7 separate regions of the Mus musculus genome follow, and regions 2, 3, 4, 5, 6 and 7 are each linked to region 1. A link is a contact called in public HiChIP or PLAC-seq, Micro-C and promoter capture Hi-C data. All regions are on one chromosome and are shown on one strand. The core of a region is the stretch at or near the end of the contact, and the rest is flanking DNA. Distances in the headings are between cores, read along the strand shown. Region 1 holds the start of Arf1 (ADP-ribosylation factor 1). Region 2 holds the start of Mfap3 (microfibrillar-associated protein 3). Region 3 holds the start of Natd1 (N-acetyltransferase domain containing 1). Region 4 holds the start of Smcr8 (Smith-Magenis syndrome chromosome region, candidate 8 homolog (human)). Region 5 holds the start of Gid4 (GID complex subunit 4, VID24 homolog). Region 6 holds the start of Cnot8 (CCR4-NOT transcription complex, subunit 8). Region 7 holds the start of Drc3 (dynein regulatory complex subunit 3).

Evidence for each region. Promoter capture Hi-C pulls out the DNA fragments that hold promoters and counts their contacts. A called contact is a pair of places that touch in the nucleus more often than the background predicts. HiChIP or PLAC-seq counts read pairs in DNA pulled down with a chosen protein or histone mark.
Region 2: a contact with region 1 is called in a promoter capture Hi-C map of neutrophils, with 4 times the contacts expected there. The contact joins the promoter of Mfap3 here to the promoter of Arf1 in region 1. A contact is called at or near these places in 2 of 39 promoter capture datasets (neutrophils and pre-B cells).
Region 3: a promoter capture Hi-C map of liver shows a contact between it and region 1, with 6 times the contacts expected there. The contact joins the promoter of Natd1 here to the promoter of Arf1 in region 1. A contact is called at or near these places in 3 of 39 promoter capture datasets (liver and pre-B cells) and 1 of 9 other capture datasets (liver).
Region 4: a promoter capture Hi-C map of liver shows a contact between it and region 1, with 2.9 times the contacts expected there. The contact joins the promoter of Smcr8 here to the promoter of Arf1 in region 1. A contact is called at or near these places in 3 of 39 promoter capture datasets (the C10 cell line and liver), 1 of 484 Hi-C or Micro-C datasets (B cells), 1 of 115 datasets of contacts at active chromatin or transcription factors (microglia) and 1 of 9 other capture datasets (liver).
Region 5: a contact with region 1 is called in a Micro-C map of embryonic stem cells, with 4 times the contacts expected there. The contact joins the promoter of Gid4 here to the promoter of Arf1 in region 1. A contact is called at or near these places in 7 of 39 promoter capture datasets (the C10 cell line, the HPC-7 cell line, hippocampal neurons and 3 more) and 1 of 484 Hi-C or Micro-C datasets (embryonic stem cells).
Region 6: a contact with region 1 is called in a FOXA1 HiChIP or PLAC-seq map of pancreatic cancer cells. The contact joins the promoter of Cnot8 here to the promoter of Arf1 in region 1. A contact is called at or near these places in 1 of 39 promoter capture datasets (pre-B cells), 1 of 484 Hi-C or Micro-C datasets (CD8 T cells) and 2 of 115 datasets of contacts at active chromatin or transcription factors (large pre-B cells and pancreatic cancer cells).
Region 7: a contact with region 1 is called in a promoter capture Hi-C map of neutrophils, with 3 times the contacts expected there. The contact joins the promoter of Drc3 here to the promoter of Arf1 in region 1. A contact is called at or near these places in 5 of 39 promoter capture datasets (the C10 cell line, liver, neutrophils and 1 more), 1 of 115 datasets of contacts at active chromatin or transcription factors (large pre-B cells) and 1 of 9 other capture datasets (adipose tissue).

Annotation. Positions count from the first base shown.
Region 1 is chr11:59,226,142-59,230,115 of GRCm38.p6, reverse strand. Arf1 (ADP-ribosylation factor 1) reads left to right here and starts at 1,849. Exons shown (of 5, transcript NM_007476.3): 1 at 1,849-1,943.
Region 2 is chr11:57,516,356-57,520,329 of GRCm38.p6, reverse strand. It overlaps Mfap3 (microfibrillar-associated protein 3), which reads right to left and starts at 1,665. Exons shown (of 3, transcript NM_180599.1): 1 at 1,618-1,665. Fam114a2 (family with sequence similarity 114, member A2) reads left to right here and starts at 1,686. Exons shown (of 14, transcript NM_026342.3): 1 at 1,686-1,757.
Region 3 is chr11:60,911,845-60,915,818 of GRCm38.p6, reverse strand. Natd1 (N-acetyltransferase domain containing 1) reads left to right here and starts at 2,027. Exons shown (of 3, transcript NM_025294.5): 1 at 2,027-2,190. The coding sequence starts at 2,094.
Region 4 is chr11:60,775,405-60,779,378 of GRCm38.p6, reverse strand. Smcr8 (Smith-Magenis syndrome chromosome region, candidate 8 homolog (human)) reads right to left here and starts at 1,854. Exons shown (of 2, transcript NM_001085440.1): 1 at 1-1,854. The coding sequence starts at 1,351. Top3a (topoisomerase (DNA) III alpha) reads left to right here and starts at 2,014. Exons shown (of 19, transcript NM_009410.3): 1 at 2,014-2,457. The coding sequence starts at 2,278.
Region 5 is chr11:60,415,460-60,419,433 of GRCm38.p6, reverse strand. Gid4 (GID complex subunit 4, VID24 homolog) reads right to left here and starts at 2,289. Exons shown (of 6, transcript NM_025757.4): 1 at 1,590-2,289. The coding sequence starts at 1,778. Atpaf2 (ATP synthase mitochondrial F1 complex assembly factor 2) reads left to right here and starts at 2,400. Exons shown (of 8, transcript NM_145427.3): 1 at 2,400-2,683. The coding sequence starts at 2,524.
Region 6 is chr11:58,102,203-58,106,176 of GRCm38.p6, reverse strand. It overlaps Cnot8 (CCR4-NOT transcription complex, subunit 8), which reads right to left and starts at 2,207. Exons shown (of 7, transcript NM_026949.5): 1 at 1,969-2,207.
Region 7 is chr11:60,351,629-60,355,602 of GRCm38.p6, reverse strand. It overlaps Drc3 (dynein regulatory complex subunit 3), which reads right to left and starts at 2,223. Exons shown (of 14, transcript NM_029044.2): 1 at 2,171-2,223; 2 at 1,403-1,501. Tom1l2 (target of myb1-like 2 (chicken)) reads left to right here and starts at 2,698. Exons shown (of 15, transcript NM_153080.3): 1 at 2,698-2,846. The coding sequence starts at 2,795.

The DNA of each region.
Region 1 (3,974 bases), core at 600-3,099:
GAGGCAGAAGCTTCAGAGTCCCTGGAACCGGAGTTATGGGCAGTTGGGAGCTAGGAACAGAGCTTGGGTCCTCTGTGACAATAGTATGAAGAGTTTCTTCAGTTCAATTGTCCAACTTCCTTTTTAATACACACTTGGGGATGGAGTGATGGTTCTGTGGTCAAGTCCACTGCAGCTCTTGTAGAGGAACTGGGTTTGGTTCCCAGAAACTGCATAGTAACTCAAAACATCAGTAGCTCCAGTTCCAATGGATCTTCTGGACTTTTTGGGCACCAGGCACCCATATGGTATACATACATATTTATAGACACTCACATATATAGATAAAATAAGTAAATCTTGAAAAATTATATATATTTAAGTGAATATACAATTTAACATTCAAAGTTCATGTGCAATATGAAAATTTCACTGTGGCTTCAGCTGACCTGGGGAGGTAGGAAGAGCCTGCCTAGGTAGGTATCCACTTCAAATGTATCATCCATTACACATGTGGATATTAAATATCTACAAAGGCTGTTTAAAATTTTAACTGACACAAATAATTATTTACGGGGTACAGAGTGATGTTTTGAGCGGGACTACAATGTACAGTGGTCACATTACAATAAACAGAATGACTACCACCCTGTCTCCATTTTTTCATAATTTTAGCCTTTTTAGGTACAGAAAGGGAGTTTGGTTCTTGACTATTAGCCTGCGGTTTTCTGGACACCCCATCTCTTTGTCGACTTATCCATGAGGCTAAGACAGGCTTCTGGCATGGCTGGAATCACAGGTCTCAGGAGATGTCCTGCCATTTCTCCAGGGTTGGTGGCAGGCAGCGACACCCAAGGCTTTGTATAAACACTTGCTGTGTGTTGAGGGTGAGAGAGAACAGGCAAGCACCCCCATAGACGTTTACAGAAGCAGCATTTGAAAATGGAGCCCTGAGCGATGGAAAGGGATGTGTTAGGGTCAAGAAGGTGACTATTGCATCGAATCCTGCCAGGCTCAGCACCCACAACTCTGGGGAGAAAGCTCTGGAGGTCTCAACCCCCAAACACAGTGAGGATGCCCTGTACCCTGTGCCTGGACACAACAGTGGCTGAAGCAGGCCCTGGTAACAGAACTGTCTCCTGCTAACTCAATAGATAGGGCTCCAGGCTCAAAAGAATCTCCCAGGGCCCTCAACATCTCCTACCTGTGGGACTTCTCCCAACAGCACACGGGGTGGAAGAACTGGATAGGGAGGACAGAGCCTGGGCCTGATTCCTGCATCGATGGGGAGAGTTAACGGATTCCTCCTCACCTGCACCCTGAAGGAGGCCACCCCATCACTGCCTCTCAGGCAGTGCTATGCCCATGCAGGTGTCTGGTCCTCTCAGTCAGCTCTGAGCGTGCACACAGGTCCAAGACCAGTGTGGAGACATGGTGCTTGTCTGACATTTGGCCTGCGCCTCTTCCCACTTTGGCCATCTGTCGGTCACATCATTCTCTTCAATTCCAGGGCCCAGCTGGAATATCAGAGACCCTGGGGTACTGTGAGAAGGACATTACACCTCCTAGGGCTGACACGACCTTCCCACTCTGACCTTGGCGCTCTAGAACGCTTACTGGCCTCAACCCCCGCATCCGCGGAATGGGCTGGAATTCCGCAGGAAGGCGCGCGTGCGCACGCGCCGGCGGACACGGAACTCCATACACCACACCCTTGCTCGTTCTAGTGCCGGGAGCCAGAGTGCTAGCCCGGGACCCGATCCGGAAACAGAGCGACCTCGGCTCCGCCCCGTGAAGGCTACAAAGTGCAGACGCGCAAGCGCCATCCGTGTGGGGGCGGGGCCCTCTGCGTGCCCGCCCTCTTCCCCCGGCGTGCCCCGCGGCAGGCGCTGACGTGGCTGCCGTCAGCGCCGCCATCTTGTGGGAGCGAAACCAACGCCTGGCTGGGAGCAGCCGCCGCGGAGGTGAGACGCGGGGCGCGCTGAGGCCGAAACTGGGGAGGCCGCGGGCTGGTCATCGTGGGAGTCAAGGGGGCGCTCAGCTGCGGCTGCTAAGGACCGAGTCCGGTCGGGCGGCCTGAGGTCTATGCTCAGTGAGCTCGGCGGCAGGCCGGACAGAGGATCGGGACGCCCCGGAGTCCCGCGTCGCCCACGGCCGCTTGGCCCTCCCCCACTCCGCGGCCCTTACGCCTGCCTGGCCGCCCGCCGCGGGCCGCAGCCCGGAAGTCCGGCCAGGACGCCGGCTCTTCTCCAGGAAGCCAGGTTTCCTGCTGTTCCTCTCTGCGCCTCTCCTAGGCTCCACGGCCCGAGAGCCTGGGAGCGGGGAGCAGGGTTCGGGGGGTCACGGGGTTTTCCTTCTTAAAGGCTAGCCGGCCGCTTCAGATACGGCATGAACCGCGGGCTTGGGGAAACTGAGGCTCGGGTGGCCCCGAGACGACGTCAAGGTCACTCGGGTGGCGAGGTCTTCCTCTTCTGTCTCTCGAGTCCGGTTCCTGTCGGCCTGGAGGACCGAAGTTGTAGGAAGGGGGAAGGGAAAGGGACAGGTGTCGGACAGGGGCTCCGAACTGCGGATCCAGGTGCTGGGATTTAACACGCGCATTTGCGGATCTCGGGGGATACCAGAATACCCACTGTGATCCCCAATTAGCCGTGATTTGGGCCCCGAATATCGTCGGTGAGATCTGCATTGGGGTGCCGATGGCCCCCGGAGGGGTTTGAGCCTTGTTTCGCCTCTTGACCGGCTCCTTTATGCACTTTTGGGTGGATTAGAAAGGCCATTCTGAATTGGAGAATCTTTAACCTGCCCATGGAATAACCCGTTCCCGGCCTCTGAGCAGTCCGCAGGTACAGAGACCAGGTCCAGTACACAATTCTGGCTGTCCATTTAGGGTGGTCGTGCCATGTCAGTTTGTAGTGTAGGTAGCTACATATGTTGTATGGTCTAGCTACATAGAACAAATGCAAAATGCTAGGGATTCTGTTCACATCAAGAAGGAATTCTCCCATTCAAACAGCAACTGGCTGCTTTGTCAGGAAAGGAAGGGTCAGCTGCTCTTGGTCCCAGAAGTCATTGGAGAGCCCAGTAGTTGATGCCACAACCCATGTTGGAGTCTTCTGTTGTAGTTCTTGTTTCACAACTAGTGGTCAGCAGTTTTTCCTGCAGGCTGATTCTGGTGGTTTCTGCCGTGTCTGTCAGAAGACTAGTGAGGTGCCATGGTGCTTTGTGTGCTGGCCTCGTGTCTCTCCTCTGTCTTAGCCAGTATCCACAGTGCCTGACATAGGTGACTATAGTGTCCTCACTTTTGAACTTTTAGCAGCACTAGCAGAAATAGCCTAAACTATGAGATTTGATGCACTGTGTTACTACCTGGTTTCTCTGTTTCTCCAGAGAGTTGTGTGGTGTAAGGGCCAGTCACAGATGTGTGAACTACATTGTCTTCTGTGGCATAAAGGTTTCCCTTATTGGAATGTCTCTCACTTATCCTTAGATTTGAAAATGGGTCTGAGTCACTGGATCACCACACTGTTCTCTTGCTTGTGAGGCAGATGTACAGAATTGCTACTTCAAAAAGGTTTAGGAGCTAGATGGTAGAGTGCTTTTCTAGCCTTCGTGAAGTCTTGGTTTGGATCTCTAGCACTGCATACAAGGTTTAAGGCAGTGTGAATAACAGCTGACTCATACTCAGTCTACTCATCCTGAAAGGAAAGTAGCAGTAACTAGTTCTGTGGCCCTCACACAGCTGTGATTGTAAGTCATGCATCTGGGACGTCCACTGTGCCCCTTGCCCCTTGTAGAACGGATATTCAGAATCTTTGCTCCACTGGGCTGCTTCCTCTGCCCAGGACCAGACAGGCTTCAAAATACCTTTTCTTTTTCTTTTTCTTTCTTTCTTTTTTTTTTTAAAGTAAAGGTAAATTAGACCAGCAGTTGCTGTGGTAACCCAGTGTCAGGCAGCCTAACCAAGAGAAAAAACTTGTTGTGCAAGTTCATGCAAT
Region 2 (3,974 bases), core at 416-2,915, 1.7 Mb after region 1:
AGCTTCAGTTACGTGTGTCTTACTCTCTACTGTCTCTAAACTGTCTTCAACCTCACATTCTGGTTCTAGTTGTTCCTTTTGCTTATCATTTCCTTTCCCCAGTAACAGCTTCCCATGAGAAATTAGAGAAACTGTGTTTCTGAGAAAGGTCTCATGTAGTCCAGGCTGGCCTCGAATTTGCACTCCAAGGTAAACTTGAGCTCCCCTCCTGCCTGTACCTCCATCTGCTAAATGCTGGGATCACAGACCTGTGCCAGTACTTCACCTGGAAAATAATCTTTATAGAAATGTCAGTTATCATTTAGTGACTTACCATTTTAAAGCTACTTCTTTTTTTGAGAGTAGTTTTGATTTCTTAAATGGAATGTACTGGCAGTAGTAATCTATTTAAACAAAACTCTTCAAAATTCTTGGTAAGTTTAAGTGCAATGGACTCTAAGACCAAAATTTTTCAGAATTGTCACTATAATACTAATGGCAACATGTAAAAGACAAGACAGTTACTAGTGGCCCAAGATACATTCCTATACATTTTTCCTTTACAAAAGAAAACCAGAAGAAATCTTTTTTCTGGTTTATTTGTTGGACCAGACGTTTTTGTTTGTGACAGGATGTGGTTACTTAGCTCTGGCTGGCCTAGAGTTCACAATGTAGCCAAGGCTAGCCTTGAACTTGCAAATCTTCAAAGGAACAGGCATTTAGTAAGGTCGTAGAGAATATCAGCATACGGAAATGTAAAGAATTACTATTGAAAGTAAAGTCAAACATTTGAAGGGTTTTAGGAAGTGGCAGTTACATCTGAACACTGATGTAAGGGATTGAACAGAGGAGGGGAATCTGTTCCTTTTTTTTTTTTTTTTTTTTTTTTTTTTTTTTTGTGCTCAGGATCAAACCCAGGGTCTTGCACATGACAGGCAAACGCACTCCCACTTAGCTATACACCAACACAACACAACAGCGAGACACTCGAAAGCAAGTCTTTAGGGTTTCAGGTGCCCCCCCCACCCCATATTTTAACACAATTTTGCTTAATGTCTTCTTGGATAAACTGCCCAGGGACAAATGAAGCGATGCACTGCACATCTAAAATTACAAATCAAAAGCATATCACTCTCCTGCTTAGAAACTATCAATTACTTCCCATCGAGTTCCAAATTTTAAGTCAAACGCCTGGTCACCGACCTCACAAAGACCCAGTGCCCAAGTTCTCCGCCCCCCCCCCCCCCCCCCGTCTCCCTTTACTATTTATTCAAAACCTCTACTCCTCCTCCCTACAGGCAGGCTTCCCCCTTCTCACTTCCTCACTCAGTTCCGTTCCATCACCGCATTTAAACTTGGACGAAAGCACTTAACTACCCCCTCAGATTCCGTTGTTTTGATGGTGGTGGTCTCCCTTCCTCACCACCTTTGCAGTGAGCTGAGAGCAGGGCCCGCCCTGAATTCCCAGTTTGTGTCCCGGATCGTCGCTGGCCCTCGAGTATTCTGGAAATACCTCATGGCGGAACCCCGACACCCACACCCAGCCTTCACGGAGGGCGGACATCCTGGCATCCCCCGTGTCCAGCTTCAAGCATCCTTTACCTCTCAGGAAGCCACCGGAGCAGCGGATTCACTCACCTCTCTGCAGTCAGCGCCTTCCGCCCTAGAGGATGCTTGACCCGGAAGTACTCCTCGACGGCGACCCCGCCTCCGCGCTGAGGTCAGGAGTACTTCCGCGACGGTCGGGTCGGATCGGCGAGCGAGCGGCGGTGGCCGCGGTGAGGGGCGGTGTCGGGGTTGTGGGGCTTCCGGGTGAGGGCGGCGAAGGCTGGGGGGTCTCGGGGTCACGGGTTGAGGGGCTGCAACGCTTCCAGCCATGTTTGGTGGGCTTGCCGGCCGAAGGGCTGGAGAGCTTGTTTACCTGAGGCCTGGGGGTGGGACCTGCGTGCGGACGTGCGGAGACGAGAGACCCGCCACGTTAGCTGGGGAGTCGCCGCAGCCTGCAGCTGGGGCTCCCTGTCGCACGGACCGGCGGCAGCGCTGACCCCAGGCTCGGCTTCCAGCTAGTCAGCCACGCCAGCCACGCCGCCTCCGGGTAAAGGCGATGGTCACGCGTGTGCTCTGGGCATATTTGTGTCTCGACTGTGAGGCGCCTTGTTTGACTTCTCCAGTCACCTGGATTGTTCTCCTCCAATCAGGAAAAACCATACCCGGAAAACATTAAATAGTACAATTCCGTATGTCTGGTATGTGTTTAATCTTACTTATAGGAACGGTGGAGAGGGACATCACCACTCACGAATCTTGTCTCCTGACTCAGCCTAAACTCTTGGCACGTCCTCGATGCTTATTAAAATCTCTATTGTGCAAGTGAAATAATAGGGACAGCTGGAGTTTACTAATCGGAATGTTCTAGTTTCATAAAATTTAAATGAACGTATGCAATATGTGCGTTCTATTTGCTTACATAGAGCAAATCGAGAGACTATATATTATATGTTGTAACTCGGAGAAAGAAGAAAAAGGTAGCTCTAAAACAGTGTCTATACAGCTGCAAGAACACCTTCTGAACTTTGGGCAAGCATGTCGGTGTCTTTTTGTTAGATCAGCCTTTGGACTGACAGGGGCAGAAATTGCCTTACATATCTTCTCTGTCTCCAGAACTGGGTCCATATGCAAAAGGTTCTTGCCATGAATAAGTTAAACGAGTTATTTTTCTATTTTTCTGAGTTAGTTTGCATGGCAATTGGTACTTGTGTATGGAATTTTTTTTTTCTATGAGTTTTTGGGACAGTTTAATATATGCATATCGTGTACCCATAGAGTCTAGGCAACACCTTTTTTTTTTTTTTTTTTCACGTGGAAGAGGTTTTATTGGGAGGGAGAGACAAGATGGCAGCAGAAAAAGAAGAGGAGAGGAGGGAGAACACTAGGCAGCATATTCTTGGTCTACCTTTCTAGCCTGTCACCCTTGCTTCTTCCCTAATAGAGACATGACTCTAGGGGATTATATCATGGCTCCCTGACCTTTCTTCTGTGCTGTCTCCATACCCTTTGTTTGTTTACCTTCCTGTTGCTGTGATAAGATACCCAGACAGAAACAAGGAAGGCGATCTTATTCTGAGTCACAGTTCGCTTGTCCAGTGGCAGGAAGGTCACGTAGGAAACTGGTCACTTTGCACCCACAGTCTAGAAGCCGAGAGCAGGGAATGCTTGCCATCAGCTGGCTTCTCCTTTTGACACCTTCCAGGATCCCAGCCTTTGTCATTGTGCCACCCACAGTAGATGGGTCTTCCCGAGTCTGTTAACCTCAGCAGGACAGTCTCCACAGATGTGCCCAGAGGACTCTCTGGTGGTTCTAGGCATATCAGTTTGGCAACTGAGATTGACTGTCATAAGCCTGAACTTTTCTTTATCTCATTGGCATTTTCATTCGTTAAAATCTTAAGCATATTTAAGGTAGACATTACAAACACAGATGCATGCATGGTCTAATTGGATTACTATAAAAGAATACTATAAATTTGGAGATACTAGAGTATGAGAGAATGCTGTTCAAATGCGAAAGGATTCAGCAGCCATTTGGCACCAGATAGGTCTTACCTACTTAAGTGTCCCTGTTGCATTATCTTTTACAAGGGGACCTAGAAATGTCATTTTGTTTCTATGGAAGATGAGACTTTAAATGTTAGCAACTAATTAAAAAAAAGGTTTAAACAGTGTGGACTAATTAAAAACCCCTGTAAGTTGTAGTTAGCTAACAGACTTCCAGTTTGTGATCACTGCTCTAGGTACACTTTATGAATCATTCTCTGATGCTTAGACTGTCTTCTCTATTCTTTAAGTTTTGGTGTGTGTGTGTGTGTGTGTGTTTTGAGACAGTGCCTCACTATGTAGCTATCTCTGTCCTAAGACCTACTTTGTAGACCAGGCTGGCCTTGAAATCTCAGAGGTCTGCCTTTGCCTCCGTCCTAAGTGCTGGGATTGAAGGCAAA
Region 3 (3,974 bases), core at 778-3,277, 1.7 Mb before region 1:
TCCACCTTCCTAAGGCTTCGACCCTTAATACAGTTCCTCATGTTCTGGTGACCCCCTCCCCCAACCATAAAATTATTCTCATGGCTACTTCATAACTGTAATTTTGTTACTGTTATTAATTAATGTAAATAGCCATTCTCCAATGGTCTTAGACAACCACTGTGAAAGGCTGGTTCGAGGGTCACAACCCATAGGTAGACAACCACTGTGCCAGGCCCTATTGGAGGCTTATCAGATCAGACTCTCCCCTGGTCTAGACTGGCTGGTCAGATGCCACGTCTGTAGACATAAATGCACAGGAGGACTTCCCCAGGAAGTGGTGCTTGGGCAGTAGTCATCCAAAGGCCCAGCAGCCTGCAGATGAGTGGCCTGTTCAGACACTGTCCAGGAACATATTTTGACCATCTCCACTTACATTCTTTGGAAGTGACGTCACCTGAGACTCACAGGTTTTAATCTTCCTTGTTCACAATTGCCTCCAGCTCTGACTCTGCCAACCAGGCTCCAGGCCCTCTATGATGGCTGGATCCCTTTCAGTCACTTTGCATATAATGACACACCTCCGCACTGCCTTCTGTTTACAAACGCTGTGACACAACACCCACTTGTTAAAAGGAAATTATTTGCTCAGAAAAGATTCTCTCAGTAGTATGTCTGACCCCCCAACCAAGCAATAAAAATGATTGGAAGAAGGCAAATAAAAGATTGGGGGGGGGGGTTACAGAGGAAAGTGTTCATTAAATGGGGACTAAATGGCCTGGCAGCCTGGGCAAAGGTTCAAGAGTCAGTCACTGCCACTAATGACAAAATGCCCACTGCAACTTACAGAACTCTCTGTGGCAATGTGAGGTCGTACACTTGGAAAAGGATCTTGCAGTTTTTCACAAAACAAAATATCCACTGGCTATAAAACTCGGCAGTATATTCCTGAGAGCTACCCTAAGGGAATGCTGGCCAGACGACATCCACAGCCTGTTACTCATAGCAGCTCCAAACCAAAACAACACAACAACCCATTAACACGTGATGGAAAACTGGTACCTGCTTCCTGGGAAATCTCTGACACACTGGTGAACATGATAGCAGCAACAACACAGCTGATGACAGGTGGAAGCGAAGAAACCAGATACGAAAAGGTAAATACTGTGTAGTTCTTAAGAAATAGGATGTTCTTAGGAAAAGCTGTTTAGTCAATAGCGCTAAAAGTCAGGGAGCATAGCTACTTCAAAAGGAAGAAATCAATTGGAAGGGAGCCCACGGAGATCTCCATTTAGCTGTAAAATGCTTCCTTGTTGGTCTGTCCCCCGCCTCTCCCCCACCCCCAGCCCCCGCCACGCACACAGACACACATTTTGTACAGGTTTGAAGTTACAGCCTTCAAGCATTCCACTGAGGTACTCAAACTTTAATGTCTGTGTGGTGGTCTCATAGATGTGGACATCAAATTTGCACGGTAATTAACAGAATATGATTCTGTGAACATCCATGGTCGGCAAGCTTTCCTAATACTGTACTTCTAGAGAAACACTGGCTCCTGGGTAGCTAGCTCCCTAGGGACCTCATATTTCTGGCTTTCTTTGGGAGGGGTGGCTTTTCACCCAGTCCCAAACATGCCTAGGGGTAATCTCTCAATATCAGCTACAGCTGCCCGAGTGGGTGGGCTGCATAGCTCCAGCCCGCACGATTCCAGCAGAGAGTAGGTTTGCCTGTCAACACCTTGCATTTGACGTTATCTATTGCCTCAGGCTTGCAGTGAGGCTAATGCCTAATATTAAATGGCTGTCGCGGGGAGGATCTAAATTACCCCATAGGTCATTGCGTGTTTTGCATATGGGTCCGTGTGGGTCCTAAAAGTCATTCTGGGGCATTCGGGAGGACAATCGGCGCCCTGGATGGACCAGCACATCATTGTTGAAGCCGCGAGCGAAACGGGCAGCGCGGTCTCTTTAAGAGACGCCAGGAATGTATCCAAACAGACAGTGCGCGCAGCGCACGTGACTCACAGCTGATTTCCGGCCCCGCCCCCTTCTCCGGCCCGCGCCGCCGAAGAGTCAGTTCGCTGCGGCCCGCGGTCCCCAGTGTCGGCGCGCGCGATGGCGCACGCTACCCCGCCGAGCGCACTGGAGCAGGGCGGCCCCATCCGCGTGGAGCACGACCGCCAACGCCGCCAGTTCTCCGTGCGCCTCAACGGTACCGAGCTGCCTTTGTTTGCGCGCGCGCGGGCGGGACGGGGCGGGACCTGCGGGCGGACGGACAGATGGATCCCGGGGCGGGAGGGCTCCCGAACCCCCCGACTGGCACCGCCGGAGCGCGTCTGCCCGGGCAGCCCGCACCTGCTAGCGCAGCCGGCCTCCGACATCGCGGACGGAGGGCTGCCACCCTGGGTCCCAGAGAGCAGGTCACTGGTGGCCTGCCACCCCCACCCCCCGGGTGTTCGGTTGCTTCCTGCCGCCGTGGAGGAGCCTGCAGGGGCCTGGGGCATAACCTAGGGAATATGTGGCCTGGAGGAGGAGGCGGGTAGGTGATTCTGAGACTTTGGCCAGTTTGTCTAGTCAATGTGTGCATCGGTCTCCCGGAATCTGCAATGGGGATAGCTGGAGTGCAAACCGCTTTGGATGAGATGCTGTGGCAGTAAAAGTTCAGAATGACACATTTGGTGCACAGCAAGTGCTGATAAACATAGATAAATGGCTACTTTTCAACAGATAGAGAAGTCAAAGCCTCATCTGTAGCGTTTGTACCAGCAGACCGACACTCCTCCCATTGATTCTAGGGCTGGAAAAGATTGTGGAATATGGGACCTTGAGCTCTCTGTAGCCCACTCCTCCCAGCTGGGCCCTCTGGGGAGACCCGACTTAGCCACTGCCCATATTATTTTGATTGGAAGGATGCACCACTTGAGTGTGGTCGGCCAGTAGGTAGGTTGTAAGCAGTCAAGCATACGCAGCCTATCCTGACTTCCTGAGCCAACCTTCTGTGACCTGCACTTGGAGGCCAGGTCTCCCGTTTGTGCCACCTAACCACCGTGGGGGCAGCTATCACTTCCTGTGTTGTGACATACCGCCCCACTTACAGATGAGTAAACTGAGGCTGGGAGTGCAGGAAATGGGACCTGCCCAGCTTTAACAAGACCAGAGGCATATTCAAATCAGGGCCCAGCTGCCCCTTGCCCTATTCTTTCCGTAGAGAAACAAGTCCTGCTGTCATGCTGATGGTAGCTCAGCTGACTGTGACACTTGGCCCTGATCCCTTGAGAGGCCTTATCTGAGGGTTTGTTTGTTTTTTGTTTCTTTTTTCTTCAGATCCTCTTTTCTGAAGTTTTCTTAGTTCCAGTGAGGCTTTTAGTTCCTGGGGACTGTGGAGGCACATCAGATCCATAAAGAGAAAGGCAGAAGCCTTAGGCTTCTCTCTCTTTCTTTCTTTCTTTCTTTCTTTCTTTCTTTCTTTCTTTCTTTCTTTCTTTCTTTCTTTCTTTCTTTCTCTCTCTCTTTCTTTTCCAAATGGGTCCAGTCAAAAGGACAGTACTCTTGAGAGCTGGCTATGAACAAATGATATCCTTAAACTTAACCGTTCTGCAATCTGCTGCCCCGTTGACAGAGAGACAGAATTGCTAGAGGCGGGCAACCTCGCCTCGGCTCCTCCTGTACAGCCTGGGCCAACAGTTTACTGAGTACCTACTATTTACCCAGGACTTGTAGGGCTGCCAGTCTAAAGAAGGAGATGGGTCTCAGATGAATTGCATAATATCTCATAAAACCAAGGCCTTGGGAGGCGTGGTCAGGCAGAAGGAAGGGTCTATTGGGGCAGAGCCACTGTTTGGCATTAAGTTCCAAGCAGGTGGTATTTAAGTAGAGACCTGAAAGAGACAAGAAACAGCTGTAGCTGTGAAGAAAGGCACTGTGTGAAAGAAACCTTTGAGAGCAAAGGCCCTGCAGTACCCATTGTGTGTTTCAGAGCAGCCAGGAGTGGTGCAG
Region 4 (3,974 bases), core at 605-3,104, 1.5 Mb before region 1:
GGGGGTCAAAACTGCGTGCCTCTGTTGCCTCCACCCCCGTGTACTCTTCATCGCCAAGTTCCTGCTCCATCTTGATCAATACAGACTCCACACTGGACTTGTAAGAGCCAACGCTAATTAACACTTTAGGAATGGGGCATTCTTCTACAGGCTTGGGAGGCAGCCTGTCCTGACTGGGCTGAGAGGGTACATTCTCTTGCTTTTCCATCCTGTCATCCACCTCTACAAAATCTTCAAAGAGGAAATTCGTTATGGGCTGTTGTTTTCGAAGCACTCTGTCAATCTGACTGGTCAGGAGGTAGCACAGGTCTCCTCTGAACATGTGTTCAATGTGGCTAAGCTGGGCCAGGGTCTGAGTGAAATACTCAGTGTCACAGAGTTCCTCCAAGGTCTTCAACTTCTTGTCAAAACACTTGGTGGACTTTGCTTTGATGAGTTTGGGGGTGTAAGCCGGTCTGCAGGTATAAAGGTCTGCATTAGCGGACTCCTCAGGATTAGAGGTAGTGGATACCTGGTCAGCCTGATCCTGGGTATGCTCTGTATCACCAGGCTGCAAGTCAGGGATCTTCGTCTTCTGACGAGGGTATGAGCGGATCTGCCTCAGCAAATCTTGATGTTCGATGATGGACTTCTCCACATTGGCCAGTTCATTGGCTTTCTCAATCGCCTGAGAAGAATAAAAACCCTTGTCGTTGGCTTTCTTCTGGATCTCGGTTTCTGTGTGTAGCACTGTCCTTGTGTAATCCAAGTCTTTCAGCTTTTTTTCAAGTTCCCCAGCGAATGCCTTCCTGTTGCCCATCTTCAAGCACTCAGATGCTTTGGAAAATTCGGCCGAGAGCTCTTGGAACTGCTGCATGATTTTATGCTGGTCTGCGGAGATATAAGCCATACAAAAGGGCCTCACAAAGCCCCTGGCCTCCAGGTCGTACAAGGTGAGGTGGTGCACATATGCAAAGGCCCCTTCCTTAGAGTCTCCCAGTACCACTTTAGAGTCTTCCACAAAGTTCAACTTGGGGTAGGCAGAACCGGGAGGATGGCCTACGAATGAAGCCTGGTAATCCACCGACATAATCCGCAAAGAGAAGTAATTAAGATCAAAAGTGCCAAAAACTTTGGTGTCATTGGGGATGGTAAGCAAGGGCTGGGGTCCCACCTGCTCAGAGAACTCGGAAATGAGGATGAAGTCCCTGGAGAACTTGGCCCCAGACAGTTTAGACCAGGGGTTTGCCCCCTGGCTGGCATAAGGAAAGAGAGGGACTGAGTACTCCTCAGGCAAAGCGGGCTCATTGTAAGGTTCTTCCTCGTATTCATCTTCCTTGGTGAAGGCCACCACATCAGGGGCGCTGATCATATTTCCTGAAATATGGCAAGCACATTGAGAGGAAATGGAAAATAATGTAGGGTTGGTCGGAGGGAGAGTCAGGCCTCTGGATGCGAAAACGAAGTTCTTGCGGCCTTCTTTGCACTTCCGGGGATCCTAAACTGCCCTGTCACACAACGAAGAACTCGAATTGCCGCAGACTCTCAAGGTTTGGGACCTGTGATGCCCTGGGCAAGCCTCATGAACTCCAAAGCTGCAGGTCCAGATGACGGAGGCTGGCCATTCTCCAGCGTTTGCCCGGGCCGGCGCAAGGTTCCTGAAGCTAGGTCACCAGCACTCCCCGGAACCTACCGGCGACATCAACAGTCCCAGCTCTGATCGTGTCATTAATCCTCGCCACGGGCTACCGCAGAATCAGTCAAATGAGTCTCCCCACGACCTAAGGGCAGAAACTGTCGCCGCTCCTAGGACCGTACTGTCCCAGGGAAGCTACCGCGGCACCGCCATCTTGGTATCACATGACTCCCCAGCATCAGCGTCGCGTGACCCGGAAACGCCCACACAGACTTCCAAGTTAGTGGCGCCTTTTAAGAGGCCCTGCCAATCAGATCTTCCAGAGGACAAGTCCCGTTAACTACCCATTGTCATAAAGAAAAGGAAAGTAGAATACAGTGGGGTGGAAGGGAGGAGGAGAAACGGTGTTGGAGGAACGTGCACAGGGCATGAGGCATTCTGGGAGTTGTAGTTCAAGGCTGCTTAGTGGCGCAGTGGGCGGAAGTTGTCTGTGAGCGCGAGTTTAAGCGAGACTCGGACGTGTGGGTTTCTGATCGAGGCGGCAGTTGCCTGGAAAAACTGCATTTATTAAGGTGGCTCTCACAGTTCCTCGTGGCTTTTCCTCTGGGTTCTCCAGCATGCACGGGCACCCGTGGAGTTGCTGCTGGAGCAGGACCTAGGGAATGATCTTCCCGGTCACCCTCTTAGCGTTTCAGTGGCACCGACGGCCTGGAGGCCGTGCCCTGTCCCGCGCTGCCATGGAAGTGGCCTTCCGAGGAGTGCGAAAAGTTCTCTGCGTGGCGGAGAAAAACGACGCTGCCAAGGGGATCGCCGACTTGCTGTCCAACGGGCGTATGAGGCGGGTAAGAAGCACTTGGGTTCTGCTTCCCTGAGGAACGCCCACAAAGTCCGACAGCGCGTTGGGTACCGGGAGCCCGGGCGAAAGCGACTCCGCCTATTTTGCGAGAGGCCCCTCCCGGCCGCCCTCACTTCTCGGTTTCTCCCTAGCCTTCAGGCTTTTTGTAAATGTAAAACCTTTTCACGCTTTTGATAGACCTTTGCTCGCCGGATCTGTCTGCTCGGCTCACATACCAGTGGAGCATTGCTCTCCCTTCTTTGGGTCTGGAGTGTGAGAACACGTGTATTTTAAAACTCTTCCTTGGTCAATCACAAGTTCAGTAGTATTGGAAAGCGGTAACCAACTCCTTTATCTTGGCGTTCAAGCCTTACTTATGGAATCCTGTCCCTGCCTTCTGCAGACCCTGTGACTAGGGTGGTGGCACCCTAGGGGTAACACTTAGGTTTAGGAACTAGAGAAGTCAATTACTACTCCTATAGACTGATTCTAAGATACACGAAAGATAGGATTGTCTCCTGACAAAACGGAGGTGAGAAGGGTAAAACCCCAAGGACTGTTGCGTTATCATTCAGCTGGAGGCCCTTCCTAGGAGCTGTTCCCTTTTCTTTGCAAACAGTTGGATCTCCAGACCTCTGCCTCCAGTTTTAAAATACCCGGAAGGGGGAGCCAAGGTTAGGTGGGCGCTGGCCCCTAACTACTTCACCTCTTAAAAATGTCTTTGAGTAATAATTTTTTCTTTTCTGTTTTGGAGACAGGGGTCTCACGATGTAGCCCTGGCTGTCCTGGAACTTGCTAAGTAGATCAGGCTGGCCTTGAACAATGGAGATCTGTTTGCCTCTGTCTTCTAAGTACTGGGGTTACAGACTGACATTCAGCCTAACTACTGCTTAGATCTCTCTCTCTTTTATTTTTTAATGTCTATGGGTGTTTTCCCTACATGTATGCCTGTGTATCAGACACATGCCCACCGAGGCCAGAAAGGGTATCAGATCTGGTTGTGAGCCACTATGTGAGATATGGGAATCGAACCTAAGTACTCTGAAAGAGCAGCAAGTGCTCTTAACTATTGAGTCATCTCTCCAGCCCCTTAAATGTCTTTTTTTAAGGAGCGCCCCCTGCCCCCCATACACGCACACACTTGGCCGGGGATTCTTTTCTCCCTCTCCCCCACCCCCTCTCTTTCTCTCGATGGCTAGTTGGTTGGTTTTTGGAGACAGGTTCCTCTGTGGTGTAGTCCTGTTTGTCCTGGAACTCACTATGTAGACCAAGCCAGGGCTTCTGAATCCTGTACCATCACAACACTTAGAAGGCATCTACAGTAATGAGACTGCCAAAGCTGGAATAAAAGAGATTGTTGCTGCTTTGTCCATACCATTGAGTAGATTGGAATTGAGTCTTTAAAACTGTATTTTATTCAGAGGGCTGGCAACCCTAGAAGACAGCTTGTCTCCAGCTGGCAGGTTATATAGAGACAATGGGGGTGAGGTAGAGAATGAAAGGCGGTCAGTCGCTTTGGAGTTC
Region 5 (3,974 bases), core at 1,040-3,539, 1.2 Mb before region 1:
AGACTTGAAATAACTCAGTCACAGCTTTCCAATGACAATAAATACCATACTTCATGATAGAGCTTTATGGGGAAAAATTACATTTAATAAGAGTATGGTTTTCCCAATCTCAAAGCTGAGAGAACTATTTCTACAAATGGTAGGAAAGAAAAGAGCTGATGAGTGTGCTGCAGTTAGAAAGCAGAGACACTCTCGAGTCTTTGGAGTGGGAGATCTATTTGCTCAAAAGAATCTGAGATGGGAAATTAGAACCAAGGGTGGTGGATGCTGTACATGTTCAATATACATCTCCCCGGGCCCTGGGGCAGTATGCACCTCTAAACCTCTGGCTTTCAAGGAACAAGACTTGGGGAACTACCTAGGAGGTGGCATTAGGAGAAAGCACACAAGGTGGGACAGGGAATTGGTCTTCTGGCAGACAGTTTAATACCTAGAAAGAAGAGTATTGTGGAGAGGGGAGATAGATAAAAGAGAAATATCTACTCCCACCAATCTCCTTCAGTTGGGAAAAGCTTCAAGGGGGAGAGAAAGAGGTGGAGTTCTGGAAAAGAAAGGCCCAGAGAAGATGAAGCTGAAGTTTCAAAGTTGTTCAGGGACTGGCAGCCACCAGCCAGTACTCAGATATCCAGGTCAAATAGGGGGAGGTAAGTGGACACAAAACAAAACTGTGTTAGATTTCCCAGTACTTAGGCATCTGAGGCTCGGAGGAAACTCTGGAGCTATGCAGATAACAATCAGCAACACTACAGCCAGCAATAGCAACCAGCTAGATCAAGGTGCGAGGTCTGGGGAGAGGCCAGGGGGACTGCCAGGGATGGGAAGGAGCCACAGCAGGGTAGGGTAAGAAGCCTGGGACAGGAAGCAAAGTGTAGCAGCGGATGCCTATGAACTGACTGACGCCGGGTTTTGGTACTGGAAGGCCCCACGAGACAAGGTCTTAACACTAAGTGGTGCAACTGGAGATATTTGGGTGTGAGGCTCCCTGGTCTTTGGGGAGCCTCAACCTCTGTGGGTTGTCTCAGCCAATGGAGGGAGGTTGGCCACCTCTCCCCCGTCAGCAGTGGGCTGACTGAGTTCTCCTAAGGAGCAATGTCCCTGGCACTCAGGATGGAGTTGGGGTCAGAGGAAAAGCTTCATTCCGGGAGAATGTGACACTGGCCGCTATCGAGAGGTACTGAGTTTGGGGCAGCCAATGGAGAGTTTTTCAGGATCCGACAGGGACTGGTGGGAGGGCTGGCTGGTGTAGGGAGGACAGGACTTGGGAAGAACCGACTCAGGCTAAAGGACGGCTAGTCATGGGGGAGCTTCCGGATGCCCAAGCCGGCGAGTCAAAGGCTCTAAGTGTGGGACAGTCTTCGGGGTCTGTCGGAGACTGGCCACTACAGGCTCTGAGTCTAGGGGTGGGCTAGGGGTAGGGTTCGAGAGTGTGACATCAGCTGGGCAGGTCCCGGTGGGAGGCGCCGGGTGCAGGAGGCCCCGGCAGTGAGAGGGCCTGGTCCGCGGCTGAGGGCTCGAGGAGCCCAGGGCAGGCCCGGCCCGTGAGCGCCGCGAGGAGGCCCTCGGGCCCGGCCTTGCCGCCTGGCGCTCACCTGCAGCACCACCTCTACGTCGTACGAGTTCCCCTTGCTCTTCTGGTGGCCACGGAACTTGGAGCCGCTGTAGAGCAAGCTGGTGGCCACGCCGGGCTGCTGGGTGTTGATGGGCGGCGGCGGGATGAGTGAGGCCGCGGATGTGGTTGAGGCACCCGCCGGCGGGGGACACTCGGTGCGGACCGGCATCGCGGGGTCCCCCGGAGCCAGGGCTGGGGGAGGGGGAAGGAACCGCCGCCGCCGCGCGGGAGCCGAAGCTGCGGGGAGGGCGGACCCGGGCGCGCACGCGCGGGGGAGGGGCCGGGGAACCACCCGCCCGCTGAGGCCAGACCAAGCGCTCGTGTTGCCACCTGGACCCGGAGACCTGCAAGCAGGGCCTCCCAGACCTGAGCTGGGTCTCCCTTCCCACTTGCCCTCGCGGGTACACACACACACACACACACACACACACACACACACACACGCACGCACGCACACACACACACACGCGCATACACACTCACTCACTCATACACACGCGCTCACACACACACGCGCGCGCTCACACACACACAAACACACACACACTCTGCAGCTTCCAATTGGCGCGGGCGCGCTGGAGAGGCGGGAGCAAGCTCACGCGGCGCTTCCGCCCATTGGCGGACAGAGAAAGCACGTGGCGCAGAGCGCGAACGGCCCTCTGGGACTTGTAGTTTTCTTCCCGTGGCGCGGCATGGAGGGGGCGTGGCGAGCACGTTTATGATGCTGATTGACGGGGGCGGGAGTGGCGCGCAGCGGGGCGCACGGCTGCGACGGCGCGCCGTAGGTGTCATGAGGAAGATGGCGGCGTGCTGAGGAGGCTGAGGGCTATGAACCCTTGGTGAGAGGTTTCCGTACAGAACCAGCGAGGGGTGTGGGGTTCTCTTCGCTCTTTTCCTGTACTCTGTTTCCACGCATGTGTCCACCCAGGTCCTTGGGCAGGATGTGGCGAATCTACCCCCGGCTGAGGGACCGGTGGCGCGGTCTCTTGGACCGGCGTCTCAGTGACCCCACCGTCTCAGTATGGCCGGGGCCAGCTCCGCAGCCTCCGGCCCGGGCCTATGTCCCGCCAACAGGTGAGGCCCGGACATAATGTGACTTTTTGGTCAGGAGCCAAGTCGGGCTCACCTGGAGGAAGGTTTCTGACGTGCAATGCGGGGTGACAGGCAGGGTTCAGGCCTATGCGAATATTTAGAGCAACAGAGTTCTGTTTCAATTTGAAAAATGACATCCAAACAAGTGCGAGGGTGACTTTAGGGGACACAGCGTGCCCAGGACACGAGATATTTGGCTCTTGAGGCTTTTCTCAATTTCCTTTATTTTTTCTTTTCTTTTTATTTTTTCGGGGATAGGATTTTTCTGTGTAACCCTGGCTGCTCTGGAACTCACTCTATAGACCAGGCTGGCCTCGTACTCAGAGATCCTCCTGTCTCTAGTTCCTGAGTGCTACCACCACTACCACCACCACCACCACCTCCCAGCTTCAGGGTTTTTTTGTTTGCTTGTTTGTTTGTTTGTTTGTTTTTCCTTTTAAAGGGGAGCAGGTGTCTTAGTTGGATTCAGAAAGGAAAATTTGGGCTTTCAATCAGGACATCCAAGGTCACAGAGCAGACTGGTTGAGGCTATGGAAGGCAAAGACTGACCTGACTGTGTTGTGTCCTCATGACTGTGTTGTGTCCTCAGGACCCAGCAGAAGACTTGGCACAGAGGCAGGCCTTAAGTCTTCCACCACACACAGCACACTTCCTTAGGGGTTTGCGGGCCCTCTGTCCTAGTGCAGTGCCACAGCCTCTGCATTCTCTGCAGCTTTCTCTAAGTGGGAGTTTATGCCAGGCTTCTTTGACCTACTAAGGACTGTAATAAGACTGAAAGAAGGTTATTTCATTGCTTCTGAAAGAGAGATTGCTACAAGTGAGGTTCACTTCAGTGAATGAAAAGTAGTGATGACCTCTCTAAATTCAGTTAGTTGTTTTGTGTTGAGGGCATGTGGTCTCACCTGAATGATTCTCAACATCAGATGCAGGATTCATTATGCTTACGAAACAATAGTTTGCAATATATTGTGATATGGGAACTATGAAGGACTTAAGAAATCACAAGGATGAGCGTGTACAGGGTGATTGAAAGGGCATTTAAACTGGGGCTTGAGAGATGAGTAAGAGTTTGATGGGGGAGAAAGGGGGTGTAACATGTCCAGAGGTGATGACTGGGTGTTAGAGGTCTTGCTGCAACACTGCCCTCATTAGGCAACAATTCCATAGGCAGTTTGGCAATTGGCATAAGAGTACAAACCTGGGGTCTGTTGTTGGCAAAATCTCTGAGGTACTGTGGTCTTGGGCATGTATGATGTTGCTTTCTTTGGTGATC
Region 6 (3,974 bases), core at 958-3,457, 1.1 Mb after region 1:
GTACAGTTATTTGTGTAACAACAGCCCCTGGGGTAACCTCATTACTGAGGTTTCAACCAGAAGAACAATAATGAATTTCACAACTCAAAGAAAAAACTGACATCCTGACTTATATATACTGAGAAGTAAGATAGCAGTCCCACACTCGGGAGGCTGAGAAAGGAGAATCCCCAGGAACTTGAGGCCAGTCTGGGCTACAATCAGAGAAGACCCTGCTTTTATTTCATTGTTCCATTTTGTCCTTTGAGACAGGGTTGGAGAGATGGCTCAGTGATTAAGACTGTTCTTCCAGGCGACCTGGGTTCAAATCCCAGTACACACATGGCAGCTCACAACTGTCTTTTTTTTTTTTTTTCCTTTTTTTCTTTTTTTTTTTCTGAGACAGGGTTTCTCTGTGTAGCCCTGGCTGTCCTGGAACTCACTCTGTAGACCAGGCTGGCCTCGAACTCAGAAACCCGCCTGCCTCTGCCTCCTGAGTGCTGGGATTAAAGGTGTGCGCCCTTGAGACAGGTTTTTCTATGTAGCCCAGGCTGTGCACACCAAACTGGCCTTGGACTCAGAGATCTAACTGCTTCAACCTCCAAGTGCTGGGATTAGAGGCGTGCAGCACCATCGCCAGCTGAGACCCTGTTTTTAGAAGGAAAGAAAGCAAACTAAACTGACCAGGGAGGCAGCTTGGAGGTATGCAACCAGTACTTGCTGCCAAGCTGAGAACAACTTAAGTTTTGAGCCCCAGACTCACTTGATAGAAGAAAAGAACATAAACCCCAAATATGACTTCCACATGGACAACTTGGCACTTGTGTACACACAATAAATAATAACAATAACAATAATAATAGCTTAAAGAAGAATGGGGCTGGAGTGATGGCTTAGCAGTTGAGAGCACTTGCTGCTCTTCCAGAAGACCAGAGTTTGGTTTCCAGCACCCATGTGAATTGGCTCACAAATGCCTGTAACTCCAGCCCCTGAGAATGTTGACGCCTTTTCGGCCTATTTTTTCCACCAACACACTCGTGATATTAATTATAAATTCATACATTAATAAACATTAAACCCTAAAAAAATTATCCTTCAAAATTCTTCAGGAAGGTTCGGAGGTTGAGGCTGCGTTCTCCCTTAAAGATTTATTTTTATGAGTGTGAGGGGGAGAGGGTTGAGTGTATCAACAGCTGTGCGATCTCTCCCTTAAAGGAAAATTTTGATCCCATGCAATGTTTGCCTCACAGGCTGGCTTTAAAACTCGATCCCCAAACCAAGCTACATTTGAAACTACAAAGGGAAAGAAAGGGGTTCTCACACACACACACACACACACACACACACTGCCCTGTGTTCTCACACACACAGACACAAAAACACTGACACACACACACACACACCCTAGGCTGCCAAGCAATCTGTTGTGACCGCTCCTGATTATCCAAACTTGGGAGCAGGGTGTCTGTGCACCCAGGTGGGCTCTGAAGAGCGAGGAGTGCGAACGCACGAAACCACGCTCTCCCTGCTAGCCGTGCAGAACTCAGTTCCACTGAGTGTCTCCTGCTCGTCGTCGGCTTTTGTTTGCGCCAGAGCGTCTGGGAGACAATCAGCTTCACTTCCCTGTTCCAGAAGACTAAACAAAAGGCTTTAGCAGTGCAAGACGGGCGCAGGAGGAAGCAGCGGCCCGTTAGAAGAAATGGCAACAGGTCCCCTCTGGAGCGTTCCAGGCCACAGCCCTGGACTTAGACGGCACCCCATCCAGCTTGCTGGCTCCGCGACGGCGGCCCTGCCACGCAAAGCTGCAGCACCCCAAGAGCCAAGCAGAGCGGCCTCTTGCCTCCCCCACCATTCCTTAGGCCTCCAGGCTGGACTCCGGGGACCGAGAGCCCCGTAGCCTCTGTGCCTCAGTGTTCCCGTGTGTAGGATGGGTCGCCACGGAGGCACTTCCGCCTCCTGCTCCTACCGTAAGCAACCTAACCTGCTTACCCTGGCTGGCGGCCCCGCCGAGTGCGGGCGGCAGCGGCCCTTGACCCCGAGCTCTCCTCCCTCTTGCCCCGGATCCGCTCCAGAAACCCAGCTCGACAGGGAGACGTGAGTCCTGGCGCCCAGAGCGGCCGACGATGGGCACCAAACCAAGAGGTTGCACCACTCTACCCGTCCGCCCTCCCGACTCGCCTACTCTCCGCGTCACTCCAGGCGTGCGCGGTCCCGCCGGTCTCGGCTCCGTCCCCCCGTGCGCGCTCAGATACCTACGCCCCGCCTCCCTGCGCAGGCGCAGAGCGAGAAAGTTGGGTTTGGCGGAGGGCGCGTGCGTAAAACGAGGTTTGCCCTGAGGCCTCAAACGGCGTCTAGCAGTGTAAACTTGGTCCCCGCCTAGGTTCTGGAGTATCATGAGTCGCGCCTCGGGAAAGGACGGGATCTAGAACTGGCCCCACTTCCTAACATCAGAGCATATTACGACTGTTGGTTGTAGGTGATGATGCAGGGCACATGGGGTGTCCTGACCCTCGATTACTGCAACCTGAACCCCTCATTCACTGACCATCTATTCACAGAACCCCTTCTGGATGACCATTAGGTAGGGGTGGGAGAGCGCCACCAAACCGAGTCATGAATGAGGTCAGCTGAGCACTGCCTCCCAGAACCTGGACGGCCTAAGCAGCGCTGCTCCGGGGCCTGTGCTGTCCGCTGTGTCCCTGGTATCACTGTGGGTCAGTGCAGAGAGAGAGGGGCCAGTCAGGGAGAGTAGGGGGTTCGCTGGTAGCGAGGCCATGCTGGGATGTATCGCCACCTCGTGCTTTCCCACGGGGCAAGAAGACTAAGACCTCCGAAGAGCGCCTCCCCTCCCCTGGTGCTTCCTCTCCTAGGGGCCGTAGGTAAGCATACAGCAGGTGTCCCCCTTCTGACATCCCGTCTCCCAGTCACTTTGCCCTTTTCATTTTAAACTTTTATTCCAGAAGAAATCCCCAAAATAGGACTTACTGACTAAATGAGAGCTAGCCTTTCAAACTGTGAAATCGCACAGCCAGCTTCTGGGGTAACGATGTCAGGGACAGTTTCTGAAGCCCAGCCTTTGTTGTTTCTCTCCAGGATCTGTAAATAGAGACACAAGACTGTGATGAGGATGAAACCCTAGACCAAGCCACAACCGTCACCACAAAGAACCAGGCCTGGGCAGTCAGTAACTGTAGCTGCGGTGGATTCCCTGCAACAATGTTGATGGGACTAGCTGCAGGGCTGGCCTCTTTTGAGGTGTTCGGGTTGTCTAGGCTAGGTAGACACTGCCTTCCCTCAGTCTGTTCAGTGCATGTCCTTGCTCTGTTCTGTGATTCGATTCAGGAGAGGGTGGACCTAGCATGTGCTAGTCATGTGAGGAGCAGCCGTTGAGTCCTTCAGGAGAGGGTGGACCTAGCATGTGCTAGTCATGTGAGAAGCATGGAATTTGGGGGGAGGGGGGGTTCTTGCCACCAATAGGCCTGGTGTGCTCTGAAAGAGTTGAACAGGAAACACCTGGCTTCCCCCCCACACACACCCTTCACCTAGAGCTTCTCACAGACACTAATTGTATTTCTGGAGGGACTGGAGGGGAGTGTCTACACTTTAAACAATGGCTTTCAAACTGCAAACAAGAGAAACTAAAGTTTGAACACATTTCTTCAACTGGAAAAGCATAGTTTTGAAAATACAGAGAAGCATGGTTATAACATGGATCTTTTTAAGAGCTGAATGGTGCCTCTCCATGGGCAGCCTGGATTCCTAAATATTTGGTTTTGGATGCTGGGACAAGGGACTGAGGTGCGTATTTTACACGCCAAAGCAGACCTGGCCACCAGGTTCTCCCAGCATCCCTCAGTCCCTACCTGGCATACCCTGCCTCCAACCCTGAACTTTCCAGCCAAGGGGCTGGGCTGCCCTTCCCCACAGGCTCCTCCCTATATAGTCCAGACATTTTTGTCTCTCTCCTCCTCCTCCTCCTTCTTTTCCTTTTCCTT
Region 7 (3,974 bases), core at 974-3,473, 1.1 Mb before region 1:
GGAATGGTGAAAACACCTAGTAGGGTCAGTTGGCTTGATCAGGGAAGATACAATATGAGGGATAAAAAGAAAAGAAAGCAAGAAGAGACGATAACCCAGTGAAGACCCCAAGCTGGAAAGCAGAAGTGATACAGGGTCTATATTGCATTTGTATTCCATAATGGCTGGCAAGCTCCTAGGGCTTGTAAGGTGAAGATGGATCGGATTTTAGTTTTTATTATAGCTGTTGTGGCAAGAATTACAAAAGGAGTGAGGCTAGCCAGGAGTGGTGGTGCAAGTCCTAGCGCTTGGGAGGCAGATACAAGCAGATCCCTGTGACTTTTTGAGGCCAGCCTGGTCTACATAGTATGAGGCCAGCTTGAGCTACACAGAGGGACCTGTGTCAAAACAAACAAACAAACAAACAAAAATGGAAAGGAAAGGAAGGGGAGGGGAGGGGAAAGTGAGTGACCAGAGTGGTTGTAATACAGAGGGGTGGGACATCACTAGGAACTTAGTTTATAGGAAGGTCTGAGACAAAATCTAGTTTGGAAGGTTATGCCTAAGCTAAAGTAATTGATTGACCCAATAATAGTGTTTGAAAGAGGAGTAGTGCTAAAATCAATTGCCCTCCAGAAGAATTTTGCTAGGAGAGTCAGAGGTTCGAGGCCACAGACAGCCATGAGGAGCCCTGAAGTGAGAGGGCACTAGGAGAGATTGCATCAGAATCTTGGCAGCCACATGGTGCCCAGAAGAGAAAGACAAATCTTCCAGTTCCATTAGCTCCCTCAGATCCAGAGAACAAAGGGACTTACGACTCACAGTTTTGGGGGGCGGGGGGGGGGACAACGACAGTGGTGGCTTTTAGTTCTATACCATGTGACCTGACCTGACCTAGTCTACATGACTCCTGGCACGGTGGCAGGCTTAGTTAAGAGAGTAAAGTTGCAATTCAGGTATGTCTTGGCCCAGGAATCAGGGGAAGCTGGGTTTGCTCACATCTGTAAGGAGTGAAAGAGAGAACTTTGTGAAAGCTACAAGGTCAGAGCGGCTCTCTATAACCAACCTTGTGAAAGGATACTGAAGAGGTGTGGCCTGACTTCTGAACCACACTTGAATTAAATAAATTATCCCAATATCTACTTACAAACATTGACAGGTTAGTGGGTGTATGGAACTATGAAAGCACACAGTAGGGATCTCTGTAAGAGAAATTTCTCGATTGACTAATATGAAGATTTACCAAGAGGCACGACCTCATGTCTAACACAGAATCCACTTTCTTAATCACAACTCTATTGTACCCAGCACACTAGGGACAGACATTGTCACATGTTCTCTGCCTACAGAACAAGGCCCAAAGAATCCTCCCCTATGGGGAGGATGTCAATAATTTATCCAAATGGGGGTCCCATTGACTTGCCTGATGATAGTGTCCTTGGTGAAGACCAGAGGTAGGATGTGGAGAAGCAGCAGAAAGCTTTACAAACAAATCAACCAGGTAGCCTCGTCACTGGTTTACCTGGGAAACAACAGCCTGGGTTAGCTGGACCTGAAACACTATGTAGACCCTATGAGTCCCACAGTAATGAGAATAAAAGCAACTGATGAGAATAAGTCCTTGTCGTACTCTCAGTGCACTCCACTTATTTAACTCCATGCCAGTTCTGGGAGCTATTTAAAAGGGACATCTTAGTGTCCCTACTTCCCAGATAGGGAAATTGAGGCTTGAGGTATGTGTGTATGTGGGGGGCCGGGGGGGGGGTCTGTGACCAAAGTCATAGAGTGAATTACTGACAGAGACTGAGATGGAACCTTGATATCTTTATTCTCATCGCAAACACTTCATACGGCACCAAATGAAATACCTTATTGCAGATCAAGAGGATGGATATAACAGCCAAACTCTAGAATGAGTTATCAGTGTATCGGGTACCTCTCTTTCAGTGAAACGAATCAGGCCAGGAAACTGGCTGATGGACCCTTTTCCTACTTGCTTTTGCTAGTTTAAGATTTTATACGCTCTTTTCTTTTTCAAAAGCCCGATTAAGTCTCAGTACAAGTGTAAAAATGACATGTGTGCTCATTTTACAGATGAGACGGGTCAGGTCGGAGTCCTCCAAGAAGAGTTACAAGACAGACCTCAATCATGCAACCTCTAATCTTCTGGAGCTAAACTCTTGATTCTTACCTTCCTAAGGACTGTCTCCCCTTGCAGTAGACGCTTCGTTTGGTTGCTGGGGAACCAAACACCGCCACTTGGTTGCTAAGGGGAAGTCAAGCGATAAATATCCTGGGTGAAAGTTGATTCGTCACGTGGCCATATTTCTAACACCAACCAGACTTGAAGAAAACAAACGTTTCTCCAATCAGCACAGTCAACGAGCTTCAACTTCTAGTTACGCTTTCTTTCTGCCCGCCTATGTAAACGATTGACACACCTTTTATCCAATAATAGTAAAGATTCTCTAGACTGACCAACGTGCTAATGAATCAAGAAGAACGGCCACTCGTTTGGAGGCGGGTCCGGGGGTTGTGCCGCTAGGCTGACGGAGACCCTAGTGACTTAGCTTGCTTCGTGCCCAATCGGACGCCGCGGGGTGGGTGGGACTTCACTGAGAGTGGAGTGTCGTCCAATCGGAAGTGGGCTGGTTAGACGCTGCCCAATAGAGATGCACCCAGAGGGCGAGGTCAGGCCGGGCGCTCAGCGTTCCGGAGGGTGGGGCGGGGGCAAGTGTCAGTCAGGGCAGAACGCGGCGCGGGCAGCGGAGACCCGTGGCACACAGGAGTCCGGGCTGGAACGAGGCCCGCCGAGATGGAGTTCCTGCTGGGGAATCCGTTCAGCACCCCTGTAGGGCAGTGTCTTGGTAAGGCCGCGCGTGGGGCAGGCGTCGAGTGAGCCACAGCGGCTGACCGGGCTGGTGAGATCCGCGGGCCTCCTCCCGGCACTGAAATCACCTCACGTGCGGGTTGGGCCTCTGCCAATAAGTGGTGTCATCTCAAAGGTGGACTGGGCATCCTTGTCACGAGGCCTCTGCCTGACGCTGGTGCCACCTCACCCTACAAGGAGGCTCCCCCGAGGTGCCGATTGGACTTAGAGAGGTCCCCGGCATCCCTGCCCATCAGGGCCCAGCCTTTCAAGTCTCTCCCCAGAAGTAGTGTCCATGCTAGTCTGCTTACCCTTGCGTATTGGGAGATGTCACTGCGAGTACTCTTCCCCAGGTATCTCGCTGCCTTTGCTCCCAGGGCCTCTGTCTCCCGGAGCCTTTGTGGAATGGAACTCTTTCTTCCGTCCTTGTCCCTGCTCATTGGTACCAATGGCTCTGAGGCTGGGCACTTTCCCAGAAAATGCCCCATGCTGCACGACTTCTAATTTGAGCTGCAACTCAGTCAGGCTGTAGGAGGGACTGGGATGGGGGAGGCCCTCGGGGAAAGTGACTGGCTTGGCAGGGGGATGGCGTGGCGGCAGAATCTCCTAGGCCTCCTAGGAAAGAAGGGAGGCAGGGCTGCTTTGTTGATAAGCAGTCCATTGGATCCCGGAAACTTGGACTCCAGTAGTGACTTTGCCAGGGACGCTCCTCCTGACCTTGTGCGCTTTATATTTTGACGTTCTCTTGTCTGCCACACGGGGTATTTGGAGATAAGATGTGGTGGGACTCTTCAAGTTCTAAAGTTCTGAATCTTCCTTGTTGATATTAAGCGTCTCCTTACATTGCCTCTTGCTCTCCCACTACATAAAGTGGTAGTAGAGTAATCAGAGCAGCTGTCAGTAGTGTAAGGAGTTAGAGGCGGGCCGCATGCTGCATAAGGAATGGCACTGGCCGCTGTGAAGTTTCCTTACAGAAGAAAACACTGGCAGACCAGGGAATAGTCCAGTGGTAGAGCATTAACTTAGCACACACAAAATCCTGGATTTGATCTAGGATCCAGCACTGCAAGTAATGAATAATAAAGCAATTTGGCCTTTCATCCAAGGTGGGAGCTTATGCCAACAG